Linked DNA regions of Mus musculus: region 2 is linked to region 1. The links are chromatin contacts, called in public promoter capture Hi-C maps. All regions are on one chromosome and are shown on one strand. Each heading gives the region's core, a stretch centred on a gene start, on an enhancer-like site or on the middle of the called end of the contact. The rest is flanking DNA. Distances are from core to core; before and after follow the strand shown. Region 1 has its middle 25 kb from the start of Gm51894. Region 2 holds the start of Sar1b (secretion associated Ras related GTPase 1B).

Region 1 (6,475 bases), core at 1,860-4,359:
TCTCTCTCTCTCTCTCTCTCTCCTCTCTCTCTCTCTCTCTCTCTCTCATGTGTGTGTGTGTCCTCTAGTTTTTAAGGCTAGGATCTCGTGCAGCCCCAGGTGGTCTGGAATTTGCTATCTAGCTGAGGAGAGTCTTGAACTCCTGATCCTCCTCCCGCAACCTTCCCAGCACAGTGCTGGGACCCTGGGCACCACTCCCAACCTCCTCTCTCTTAACGAGACAGGGTCTCGCTATGCAGCTGACGCTGACTTGAACTTTTGATCCTCTCAATAAAGCAAGTGGACTCATTCTAAAAATAAAAATCACACTGGGTGTGGTGGCGCACACCTTTAAGTCCAGTGCTCAGCAGGAGGCAAACAGGTTGATAGATTTCTGTGTGTTTGAAGCCATCCCGGTCTACATAGTGAGCTCCTGAACACAGGAGACACAGTAAAACCCTGGCTCAAACCTAAATAAATAAAAATTAGGGCTGGCAAGATGAATCCAGTAAAAAAGCACTTCCTGTCCAGGCCAGACAACCTGAGTCCAATCCCCCAAACCTATGTGAAGGCAGAGAATTATTAACTCCACGACATTGCTCCTTGACACATTCTACGGCATGACTGCATACGCAAACTTGCACTCTCGCGCATGTACACACACTAAATACATACATATACACATAAATACAATTAAATTAGGAAACAGGCTGCACCGCACAGTACGAAGCTCCCTACACCCTTTTCAACACTGAATAGCATTTGCTCTTTATTTACATTCTGCTGCCAGTCTGAGAGGCAGAAAAACAAGTGGGAGGAAGGAAAAGAAGCAGGTGTTCTTCTCGGTCTGATGTCTGGGCTCGTGCTCTGCCAGGCTGAATGCAGGAGGGCCCAGGTTTACTGCGAATCCCCGGCTGGTGAGTCATAAGCAGTCTTGGGCAGCCTAGTATAGCAGCAGATTGTATACAGTATGTTCCAGACACAGTGGGGTGGAAGAGGGAAGGAACTTCCATTCCCAGGGGTTAGCAGGAAATCAGGGTTCGCTCTTGGGTCAGACTCAGCCATAAAAGAACTTAAGAACCAACTCTAAGGGAATCCCATCTCATTTCAGTTTAGAAGAAAAGTTCCAAAGCAGGTAAGCGATGAACCTCGTGGGCTGCATAGGGGAAGGAGGTGGCGAAGAAAGAGAGTCTGCCATTGCTTTGAGTTTGGCTAGCATGGAGTCAGCCACACTGCAGAGAAAGAGCCAAGGGTAGGGAAGGGGACTTAGAGAAAGAGTGAAGTTAAATGCTTATGGACAGCAAACTTAGGAAAGAGAGAAAGTTCACTTTCCCGAGCTTCAGGAAATCCAGCCAACTTACCAAGTCAGCTGTGTGGCTGCAGCTCAGCAAATGCACACAGAGGCAGGAATTGTGGGAAACAGAAGTGTGTTATCTCGGGGCCAGAGAGATGGGTCAGTAGTTAAAAGCCCTGGCTGTTCTTCTATAGGACTAGAGTTTGGCTCCCGTCACCCAGGTCGGGTAGCTCATAAGAGCTATAAACAACAGCTCCAGGGCATCTGGCGCCCTCTCCTGGCCTCTTCAGGTACAGCATGCACACACACACACACACACACACACACACACACACAAATAATAGGAGTGAAAACTGTAAACAGTACATTATCTCATTGAAGGATAATTAATTGTTCTTCCTATCTCTTTAGTGTGGCCAGGGTAAATCCACACTCCTAAAGGGTAGCCCCATCTTCCAGAGGGGTGGCCCTTTAGCCAATGACTAATCTGTTGAAGTAAATGTAAAAAAAAACGAGTAAAAAACCCAGTAAAAAAAAAAAAAAAGTAAAAAACCCAGGCCAGAGCTTTCATTGTCTTGACCATAAGGGAAAAGAATTCCTTTAATGCAGAGGTTCTCAAACCTCCCATGCTGCGACCCTTTAATGCAGTTCCTCATGTTGTGGTGACCTCCAACAGTAAAATTATTTCATTGCTACTTCATAACTGTCATTTTGTTACTATTATGAATCGTAATGTGAATATCTGTGCTTCCCAATGGTCTTAGGTGACCTCTCTCAAAGGGGTCATGACCCACCGGCTGAAAAACACTGCTTTAATGTGTCTTCAGTGTTGTGGTAAATATTATTTGGGGGCTCCTACCCCGTCTTAGATCATTTAGTTCCCAAATAAAAGACACAAACCTTTATATTTATAATAAGCCTTAAAGCACCAGAGCTGGGCAGACGTCAGCTCTCTGTGCTATTATTTTGGCTGCTTTTCTGTCAATAACCCTGAGATATCGCTCGTCATGTTCCTCCTGGGCCGCTCCTACTCCAACTGTCCCGGCCCTCATGTCCACGTGCTCATGACCCGCCTACCTATCCCACGATGACTTCCTTCTTCTCCAGTGTCCTTTTCTCTCTCTCCTCATGGTCTCTCCCTGAGACTCTAAGCCTGGGACCCTTCAGCCCTGCCTACCTCTTTTCCGCCCAGCTATAAGCTGTAGGCATCTTTATTAACCAATCATGGATAACTTGGGGGGGGGCAAGGTTTACACAACAAAAGCTGGTATACATGAAGATCTGCTTGTCTTGGAGCAACCTGATCTTGGGGTACAGAATTTAGCATTTGAATGAAGGCAGCATGAGACCAACCCATGACACTTCTTTTTTAAAGATTTATTTACTTATTTATTATATGTTAGTATACTGTAGCTGTCTTCAGACACTCCAGAAGAGGGAGTCAGATCTCCTTACGGATGGTTGTGAGCCACCATGTGGTTGCTGGGATTTGAACTAAGGACTTTCAGAAGATCACGCTGAGCCATCTCACCAGCCCCCTCCCCCCGTGACACTTTTTTATGATTATAATACAAGCCGATGGGTGTCAAGGCCTTCGTGAGCCTTCCTGAGATGAAAGCTTTCATACCTGACACAGCACCAATGTTTTGGGTTTCAATAACCTCTGACTGGTATCCAAGCCCCAGAGACAGTCCTGCCTCTCACCTTCGCCCTTCTCAAGGGCTAAACTAGCTGTCCTTAGCAACTCCTGGTGGACCTTACTACTCCCGATGCCCATGAGGAGGCTGCGGGCACAGACCAGCCTGGTGAGTCAGTGCTTCCGGGCACTGAGCTTGCCAACACCTAGTCGGCGACAGGCCATGAGTCACAAATTATAGGCCTTCCACATGAGCAGGCGGTGCCAGCCTGTGAGGCGGCAACGCTGGCAGGGAACTCCGGAGCTTTAGGCTTGGGGCCATGGGAAAAGAATGGTCCAGACAGGCCTGCACACTGTAGGGCCCTCTTATGGCTTCTCTCCCACCAGCCGCCAGGCTGTAGTGCCAACGCCTAGGCTTGGACATGCTCTGACACAGGACTTCCTCGGCCTCAGACCAGAAGGAAACTGGCTTTACTGGGAGCCTAGTGAAATTTCAAAGCCAGAGTCTTCCCACTTCAGCTAAGGAGATTGCAGTGACAGAATGCTTTGTGCTGCAGTGGGTGGCCTCTTGGGGTGCTGCTTCTTTGCCCCCCAAGATATTCCAGGACGTGGAACTGCCTTGTTTAAGAGCACGAGGTCAGAGGCCAATGTACCACCTCTGAGGCCAAACAGACATGGTACCACAGGCCTTCTGAGCTCTCGCATATGCTTAGCCAAGGCATCAAGGGCTTCTAGAATGTTCAGAGAACTCTCACACTGATAAAACGAAGCCAACTGCATTCTACCCCCAACAAAGTTCCTTTAAGCTCAGGACCACAGCTTCATAACAGCAAATTTACACACTCCCTAAATGTGATGTCACATCAGGTTCTTCTTTTTGTTAGAAATGTTTGATTGTGTGGCTGAAGTGGATGCGGAGAGGCACACTCAGGAAGGAATGAGGGCCAGAGCTCAGCTTGGGCAGAGGACCAGGGAGACTGTGTGTCTCCTTGGGATGCCTCCTCCTGACCCCGGCAAGGCCTGCACTGCTGCACAGAGGGCCTCTCACCCAGGGTTCTGCTAGTGATGATTTGTTTACACTCTGGGCTGGGAGCCTTAGCAACCGCAGGGAACAGCCAAACACAGACTAATGAGCATGCCTCAGGTACAACCAAGCAGGACTAATGAGAGCCCGGCCCTGTACCTCCGCAGCGGAACGCTCAATGCCATGTCTTAGAAACCAATAGAGAGATATGAACATAATGATCACAGGGTCACCACTGAGCCGCAGCTGACCCGGGGCTTCCGTGCCAGGATGCTCAGTTCACATTATCCCAGAGCAACCCAACCGCTCTCCCGGTTGGCACAGTGCCTGGCATCGGGAAGATCCTCGGGAAACACAGGACTAAATGCACTGAGGTCGGTGCACCCAGGAAACCAGAAAGCCACTCTCCCAGTCAAAGTATCTGACACCTTCTCCCTCCCCCTCCCCTCCCCTCCACTTCCCTTCCCCTTTTTGATTTGTTTCTTGAGACAAGCTCTCACTTTGCAGCCCAGGAACTCCTTATGTAGCTCAGGCTCACCTCCAACTCAGGGTGATCCCCGTGCTGGGATTACAGATGTGTGAGCCAGGAACCCGCAGTAATCCTCCTGCCTTAGCCTCCCAAGTGCTGGGATTATAGGCACAAGCCACCACACCCGGATGTTTCCTCTCAGTGCGGGAAGGCATGCGACACCATGCAACTTGGAAGACAAAGGATGAGTTTGTGATGTCCCTTCCCTCCATCCTTTTTAAAAAATCGGTTCCGGGGCTTGAACTCCAGTCTCCAGGCTTGAATAACAAGCACCTTTACCTGCTGAGCCTCTCACTGGGACCGTGCATCTTTCTCTTATATTATTTAGTTCATTTGTTCACTTTTTGTTAATTGTTCTCACTCTCTCTCTCTCAGCAACAATAACAACAAAAACAAGTGCTGTTGACTACTGAGCCAATTCTCTAGCCATTCCCCCCACTCTGGTTGTGTGTGTGTGTGTGTGTGTGTGTGTGTGTCTGTGTGTTTGGTTGTTTTTAAGATGGGGTCTCACTATGTAGACCAGGCTGGCCTTGAACTCACAGAAATTCATCTGTGAATTCCTCTGCCTCCAAGTTCTAAATTAAAGGAATGTTCCACCAGAACCAGCTAGAATTTTTTTTACATATTTTATGTGTATAAGTGTTTACCTGTATGTATGTATGTATGCATGCATGTATGCATGTGTATGTGTGTACACTGTGCACATGCCCAGTGGCTATGGACCGGGACAGAAGAGGGCATTAGGCTCACTGGAACTGGAGTTACAGATGGTTGTGAGCCTCTCTATAGGTGCTGAGAATTGAATCTGGTCCTTTGCAAGAACAACAAGTACCCTTAACCTCTGAGCTGTCTCTCCAGCCTGTGACAACCACCATCTTGAAGCCATCTTGCCAGCTCTGGACTCTCTGCTTGCATTTTAACAGTTTTCTCTCTTGGTATCATCCAAAGCAATATGGATTTTCTTGCTAATTTGGTTGTCTTAGTTAGGGTTTCCGTTGCTGTGAAGAGACACCATGGCCAAGGCTACTCTTATAAAGGAAAGCATTTCTTTGGGGGCTGGCTTACAGTTTCAGAGGTTCAGTCCATAATTCATGGCCCATTTTGTGAGCCCCAAAAGACCACCAAGGAGCCGACTCTGATGCAATATACACAGGGGTCTTTATTCAAGCTCAAGCTTGGGCCACACCATTGTCACTGATACGGCAGGACGGGGGGTGGGGGGGAGTAAACCCTCGAGTCCAGTTTCAAGCAAGCATTTATAGAGGCAAGCAAGCAGGCAAGGAGGTATCCAGCATGACACACATCTGGTTATGTGTGGCGGGGTACTATGGAATTTGTTGCCCTTTGAAATGATTGGCTGGTGTTAGGAGCCAAACCATAAACTTTCATAGGTAAAGATCTTTAGGTACAACTTCTGCATTGCTCCTGATTGGTGCTTGTTAGGGAGTGACCTGGAGACCAGTGCTAGGTGCAGGCCTGGTGGTTAACTTGAGTTCAGTCTTAGGTCAGGTTCTCTAAGATGGAGCCTGAACCCAAGATGGAGTTGGTCTGGTCTCTCAGCTGAAAGCATGGCAGTGCGAAGGCAGACACAGTGCTGGAGGAGCCGAGAAATCTACATCTTTATCCGCAGGAAGAAGGGGACTGTGTGACCAGGCATAGTTTGAGCTTATATGAGACTTCAACGCCCACCTCCGCAGTGACACACTTCCTCCAACAAGGCCACACCCACTCCAGCAAGGCCACACCTCCTAATAGTGCTGCTCCCTATAGGCCAAGCATTCAAACACATGAGTCTATAGGGGCCATACCTATTCAAACTACCACATTTGGTAATTTGGTTAATAGTCTAATAAGCCCTCCCACCTACTCCTCTGTGTTTGGGATTGAGACATGGTCACTTTGCACAACCCTGGCTGGAATTCAGTCTGTAGACCAGGCAGCCCTTGAACTCAGAGACCTGCCTGCCTCTGCCTCCTAAGTGTTGGGATTAAAGTCTTGTACTACCAGGGCTGG
Region 2 (6,475 bases), core at 1,647-4,146, 570 kb after region 1:
AATGCATATATGTAGGCAAAAGACCCATACACATAAATAGATGCAGGCAAAATACCCATAACATAGAGCTTTTAAAAAGTCACAATAAAACTCATTATTTTGTATGCTAACTTCCCCAGGTTGTACTCTGATCTCTACATGCTCAACATGGCATACACAATCCCTCCCCCACATACAAGACAAAGAGATAGCATGCTATCTGTAATCTAATTTACCACTAGAAATACAAAGGACAGGCTGGAGACATAGCTCAGTTAGTAGAGTGCTTGCTTAGCTTGCAGTTTGACAGCACATAAGCCAGGCATGGGATAGCACACAGGCCTGTAATCTACTCACTTGGGAGGTAGACATGAGATCCAAAGTTCAAGGCCAGCCTGTGCTACCAGGTAAAACTATGCTTGACCAAGTTCTGTTATTGTTGTTTGTTTGTTGACAGGGTGCCACTATGTAGCTGGCCTGGGACTTTCCGTGAGCCCCAGCCACCCCTGCCTGAGGGCTGCACTAAAGGGATGCACAACCCCATCTGCCTTGCACCTCGGTGTTCTGCACACTAAATCTCAGAAGTGCTCTGCTTCACACATCTTACCTAAAACAGCTTACGGGACAATAACTGACTCCAGCTCAATCCCCAATACAAAGCAATTGTATGAATTAAACTTTTTAAAAGATTTATTTATTTTATATATTTGAGCACACTGTCAGTGTCTTCAGACACGCCAGAAAAGGGCACCGGATCTCATTACTGATGGTTTGTGAGCCACCATGTGGTTGCTGAGAATTGAACTCAGAACCTCAGGAAGGGCAGCTGAGCCATGTCTACAGCCCTGAATTAAACTTTTTAATTCATTTAATTTTTAAAAAGTGGGTACTTGTTTCCTCTGGAGAAAAGTGGCAGCCATTTGAAAGAAGGTTAAGACCACAAGAAATACAGCTTTAAGAGTGTATAACAGGAGAAGAAGAAAAAACCTTCTGTCAAAAGGATAGTAGAAAAAAGGAGGAAGGGAAAGAGAGGGAAAGAGGGAGAGAGAACACTTGAGAGGCTGATGGGGGAGAATCTCAAAGAGGCCAGCCTGGACTACAAAGCAAGACCTAGTCTTAACAACTAAAAGAATGTTGTGAGACTGGCAGTGAATTTGGACTTGCCTCTAGTGGACTAAGACAACTCAGACTGGTATATCTGATAATAAATTCCATCCTCAAAACACCAATAGAAGGCTATCCAGATGGCTTATTAGGTCAAGGTGCTATCACCAAGCCCGATGACCTGAGTTTAATTTCAGAAACCCACACCTTGGCATGAATTCCCTGATATGATCTTTAACTCAGACACACTCATAATACATATGTAATAAAACATTACCAACATTAATAAAACAATAACCAAATTTTTTGTAAAAAGTACATACAATGGAGAAACTTTATCATGTTTTGCAAAAAAAGTAATTTCAGTGAGTTTCAGCCAACTTTGTCCGTGAGAGAGGGGTGGGGATGAGGTGAATCACTGCTATAGCACTCTAGTTTGTAAGTTTCGAATGAGGTGGCAGTGATTTCCACATCTGATAGACTGCTCCTTTGTGTCAAGTCCTGCTTACATTTCTACTCCAATAGCACAAGGCAGAGGAAATCTAGAGTTCACCGTATTCAAACTGCAAAACTTCACAACTACAGAATCGCTTCTCTAACATCCTGACAACAAGGACACTTTCCTTTTCTGTAAACTCAGAAATGCCTGGGAGCAGCTTAACTCTGAGACCAATTTTGTTTTCTTGAGATAAGATCTTCGAAGGCAGACTTGGCTCAAATGATGCCCCTGCCCTCTTGAGTAGGTGGAATTGTAGGGTCAGAGTGCCTGCCTATGTTCAAACAAAAATTTTTTAAAGGTCAAAATATTGTGGTCACAAACCCAAATGTACCAAAAGGTGCAATGGTAGGCATGCATTGCCCTGTTTGACTGATGACACTCATCATTGGCAAACTGTAAAATCACCCTTATTGGTCACCTGTAAAATAATTGACAGGGGTGTCTTCCTTAGCAGACTGCGGTGCTGTACAGGTGGCACCTTCTTTTTCACTGTAACTACTCTGACCAATATTTAAACAAAGGACACAGACATTCAAGGTAAGATGACACCCACACAGAGCTTGATTTAAGAATGTTCAAATACGTGACAGTAAGTTCAATTTACTTCATCCCAATACGTTAAACTCCTAATAAATTTTTTTCCTTCAGTTAACAAGACTACACTTGAACCTTTCAAAATAAATTTTATCTTATCGTAAAATCTTGACTTTTCCCCCCATTAGTATCTTTCCCCTTCATTCAACCCGGCTTGAGCTATACGGTAAGTACGGAGAATGAGGAGGCCCAGTGACCGCCACACTTACTGGGACAACACAGAGCCGTCCTAGCCTCTCCAGCTGTCTATGACCCCTAATTCGCTCATCCTACCAAATGGGGAAACTGAGGGCCAGGGGAAGGAAAAGAGTCTCGCGTGCGGTACTCTCACTCTTTCCTGAAATACTTGCCCTGTGGCAACCACTGTTTTACCCCTAGAGCCACTAGAGCGGTTTCCGCAGGTAGGGATCGGTGTTGTCCCTCACCCTGCGTGAAAAAAACAAAACAAAAACAAAACCCAAAACAACAGGCTCCCTGTTCGCGAAGGACCCGAGACAAGAGCTCTGGGTGAGTGGGCAGCATAAAGAGTGGCCTTCCGAAGGGCCACAGCTGTCGCCCGCTCTCTTGCCCGACGAGGGCACTGCCACTCACCTGCGACTTCAGAGAACGCAACCCTGCTCCGTGCCCGTCCTACACGCTCCAAGCCGGCTGTGCAAAGCGCTATGGCTGCCAGGGCCCCAGCTCTTCTCAGCTCCTTCCGGGTCGGCGGGTGCCTCGCTAGTGACAGTCCGCAGGTCCCAGGCCCCGCTCGCCCTCAGTTCCGCCTCCTTGCGGTCTCGCCACCAATCCCTGTGCTCCGGACCACTTCACTCCAACCCCAAGAGGCATGTGAGATTTTTTTTTTGGGGGGGGGGGGTTGTTTGTTTGTTTGTTGGTTGGTTTTTCGTTTCTTTGTGTAGTCCTGGCTGTCCTTGAACTCACTTTGTAGACCGGGCTGCCTCAAACTTAAGAGATCACCTGCCTCTTAAAGGTATGGGTCACCACCACCACCAGGCTGTTTCTTTCTTTTCCCCCCTCTCAGTAATAGGGGGTTGCAGTCCACCACCAAAACGCATTTGCCACCCTTTAGTTATTTTAATGTTGAAACAGGATCTCACAAAGTTGCTCAGGCAAGTCGTGAATGTATCATCTTCCTGCCTTTGCTTCTGAGAAACTGGGATTGCAACCTTGTAGCACCAGGTCCAACTTGGCATCTCTTTCCTAAAACTACATCTTTTGAGTGACCCTTGAGTTTATGCTAGGATATGTTTTACTTCCTGCAATTCTTTGGAAAGCCCACACCCTGCTCTTGGACGTGTCTCATTTGTCCTCTGAACATCCCTTGCTCTTAACCCTCGTGCTCAAGCCTATATTAAAATGTCTTTCTTAATTTCCACCTAAATACACCTTTTATAGGGAGATGGCTGGAAATAGAGCTCAATGGTAGAATGCCTGCCTTAGATTATAAAATACTCTGAGTTCAGTCCCCTGTAACACACACACAAAAGTGGGTCCTGTTTGTCTTGTTTGAGAAAGGGTCTCTCTACATAGCCACTCTACATCTGCCATCAAGTGACAACTAGGAGTTTAATCCCTGGAACCCACAAACTGAATAAACAGAATCAACTCCTGGGAAAGTTGTCATCTGACTTCCACAAGTACACCACACTGAACAAAGGGTGACATGTTTATTATTTAAAGTATGGAAGAACAGAAAAATAAAAACTCAGATCATTTTTTTGAAGAATCTCAATCGTACCATATTACCAGTTTTTATTTCATGGGCAGAGTTGTAAAATACAACACTTAAGTCAGGCAGTGGTTGCAAATGTCTTTAATCCCAGCACTTGGGAGGCAAGGGCAGGTGGATTTCTGAGTTTGAGGCCAGCCTGGATTACAGAGTAAGTTCCAGGACAGCCAGGGCTATACAGAGAAACCCTGTCATAAAAAGAAGAAGAAGAAGAAGAAGAAGAAGAAGAAGAAGAAGAAGAAGAAGAAGAAGAAGAAGAAGAAGAAGAAGAAGAAGAAGAAGAAGGGGAGGAGGAGGAGGAGGAGGAGGAGGAGGAAGAAGAAGAAGAAGAAGAAGAAGAAGAAGAAGAAGAAGAAGAAGAAGAAGAAGAAGAAGAAGAAGAAGCCGCCACAACACTTGGTCTGTCCCCATGAGTTACTAGTCACTTCAGCTTTCAGTTCCTGCATCTGCACATTTGGGACTAATATTCAGAATCAATCAGTGTTATGAAGAAACAATAACCAGTGCAAACCTGGTGGTGCACCCCTGTAATTCCAGCTGGGAGACAGACATGGGGAGGTCAGGAGTTCCAAGATGGCCTCACTTGAATACATAGCAAGTCTGAAGCCCACAAGGACCACATGAGACCCTGTGTAAAACCAGACAGAATAACAGAATAACATACAGAAAGCAGTAAATATGGGGACAGCATTGGGAAGCATTACTGCTACACACTAGCCTGAGGTATTGGGCAGTGCCGACAATTTCAGCACTTGGGAGGCAGGGGCAGGCAGCTTTCTGAATTTGAGGTCAGCCTGTTTTACAGAGTGAGTTCCAGGACAGCCATGGCTACACAGAAAAACCCTGTCTTGAAAAAACCAAACCAAGCCAAACAAACAAACAAACAACAATAACAACAAAACAAAACCCAAAGCCAAAAAACAAAACAACAACCCACTACCCCAAGACAACGGAGAACTTAAATCTCAGTCTTAGAAGTTTTAGCCAGGCATAATGGTGCAAGCCTTTAGTTCCAGCACTTGGGAGTCAGAGGCATGTGGATCTCTGAATTCAAGGCAAGCCTCGTCTACAGAGTGAGTTCCAAAACAGCCAGGATTAGAGAGACCCTGTCTCAAAAAACCAGAAACCTTTTAGAGGTTTTGACTAAAACAAGAAAAACATAGAACTGTTTGGGGCGGTTTCACATGGCACAGCACACAGGATATATTGAGTCAGACTGAAAGCTGAGAGTAGTTTGGCACGAGGCAGACCCAGTGAGACAGGTGAGGGGTGGCCAGGGCCTGGGTTGGGTCAATGGGGAGAGAGAAACAGGGAGTCAAGAGAATGAGGAAATATGTCTTGTAAGGTTAAAGAGCTAGCAAAGTCTGAAGTTTTAACAGGGATTAACAAATACACATCTCGCCAGGCGTGGTGGCGTACACCTTTAATCCCAGCACTTGGGAGGCAGAGGCAGGCAGATTTCTGAGTTCGAGGCCAGCCTGGTCTACAAAGTGAGTTCCAGGACAGCCAGGGGTACACAGAGAAACCCTGTCTCGAAAAACCAAAACCAAAACCAACCAAACAAAAAAAAAACCCAAATACACATCTCTGTTCTACACAATGTACTTTAGATCCTGTAATCTTTGCATTCCCCTCAGCAGCTGCTCTTTGCTACTTTGTGAGTTCTTTTCCCCACCTGTTCTCTGCCCACCTCCCATTTCACTCCCTACCACTAGATAGGAGAGAAACAAGGATGGGGGGAGAGAGACCTGTGAATCTAATTTCTTTTTGTTTCTTCTTTGAGCACTACTAACAAACTGCAAATAACCCCCATGAACAACCACTAACTATACCTATCAGGGCTCTAGCACTTATATAGTCTTTAAAAAGTTCCTAGAATTCCAAATGGCACCCAATCCCAGAAACTATCTGCAGGAGGGAAAATCACGCCCCTGCTCGAGCATGAGGCAAATCAGTCAGTCAGCTGCTGCAAAGCAGCCCCATACCCCCCACACCTGGGATTAAAACAAAAGTATATTTCTGTGGTTTTTAAAGGAACCAAAATTCTAGAAACCATTGCTATACCCCTCCATCAGTTATTCTCCCAGCAACTAGAATTTTTTCCAGTGAGTCATCTTATCTTGGTGGTTCTCAACCTGGAGGTTGTCTAACAACCTCCTTCACAGGGGTCACCTAAGACCATCAGAAAACATAGACATTTACATTATGACTCATAACAGTAGCAAAATTATAGTTATGAAGTAGCAGCGAACATGAGTTTGTGGTTGGGGTGATCACAACATGAAGAACTGTGTTGAAGGGTTTCAGCATTAGGAAGAAGGCTGAGAACCACTGCCTTAGCTGTCTGTGTAGGCAGAGGCAGCAAAGCTGGGTCATGAGGGGCTTTGAGAGTGTGGGCAGGGCTTCTGATTTTATTCAGTAGGAGATGAGAGGAATTTTAAGTTGACTGAGCAGGCAGGAGGAACGGCAATACATTTTGGAGAGCCAGAAGTACCTGTACTGAAGTGTCTGTACCTGGGGACTTACAGGGTGGACTAGGGAGAAAGAATCCAGAAGAAACATTCCAGTAG

What was found. Promoter capture Hi-C pulls out the DNA fragments that hold promoters and counts their contacts.
Region 2: a promoter capture Hi-C map of hippocampal neurons shows a contact between it and region 1, with 2.7 times the contacts expected there. The contact joins the promoter of Sar1b here to the enhancer-like site in region 1. A contact is called at or near these places in 6 of 39 promoter capture datasets (the 3T3-L1 cell line, 3T3-L1-derived adipocytes, the C10 cell line and 3 more), 2 of 15 datasets of contacts at CTCF or cohesin (embryonic stem cells and large pre-B cells), 2 of 484 Hi-C or Micro-C datasets (Th1 cells and embryonic stem cells), 9 of 115 datasets of contacts at active chromatin or transcription factors (the 230-238 cell line, astrocytes, bone marrow-derived macrophages and 6 more) and 1 of 9 other capture datasets (liver).

The regions. Positions count from the first base shown.
Region 1 is chr11:52,330,520-52,336,994 of GRCm38.p6, reverse strand. No RefSeq gene overlaps it. Among named protein-coding and RNA genes, the nearest start is that of Gm51894, 25 kb to the left of the region's middle. Within about 2 kb of position 3,109, at least 145 of the 459 cell types and tissues checked have an H3K27ac peak or open chromatin away from gene starts, as enhancers often do. A contact at or near this core is called in astrocytes, hippocampal neurons, memory CD8 T cells and 1 more, where this site is marked.
Region 2 is chr11:51,760,084-51,766,558 of GRCm38.p6, reverse strand. Sar1b (secretion associated Ras related GTPase 1B) reads right to left here and starts at 2,896. Exons shown (of 7, transcript NM_025535.2): 1 at 2,768-2,896.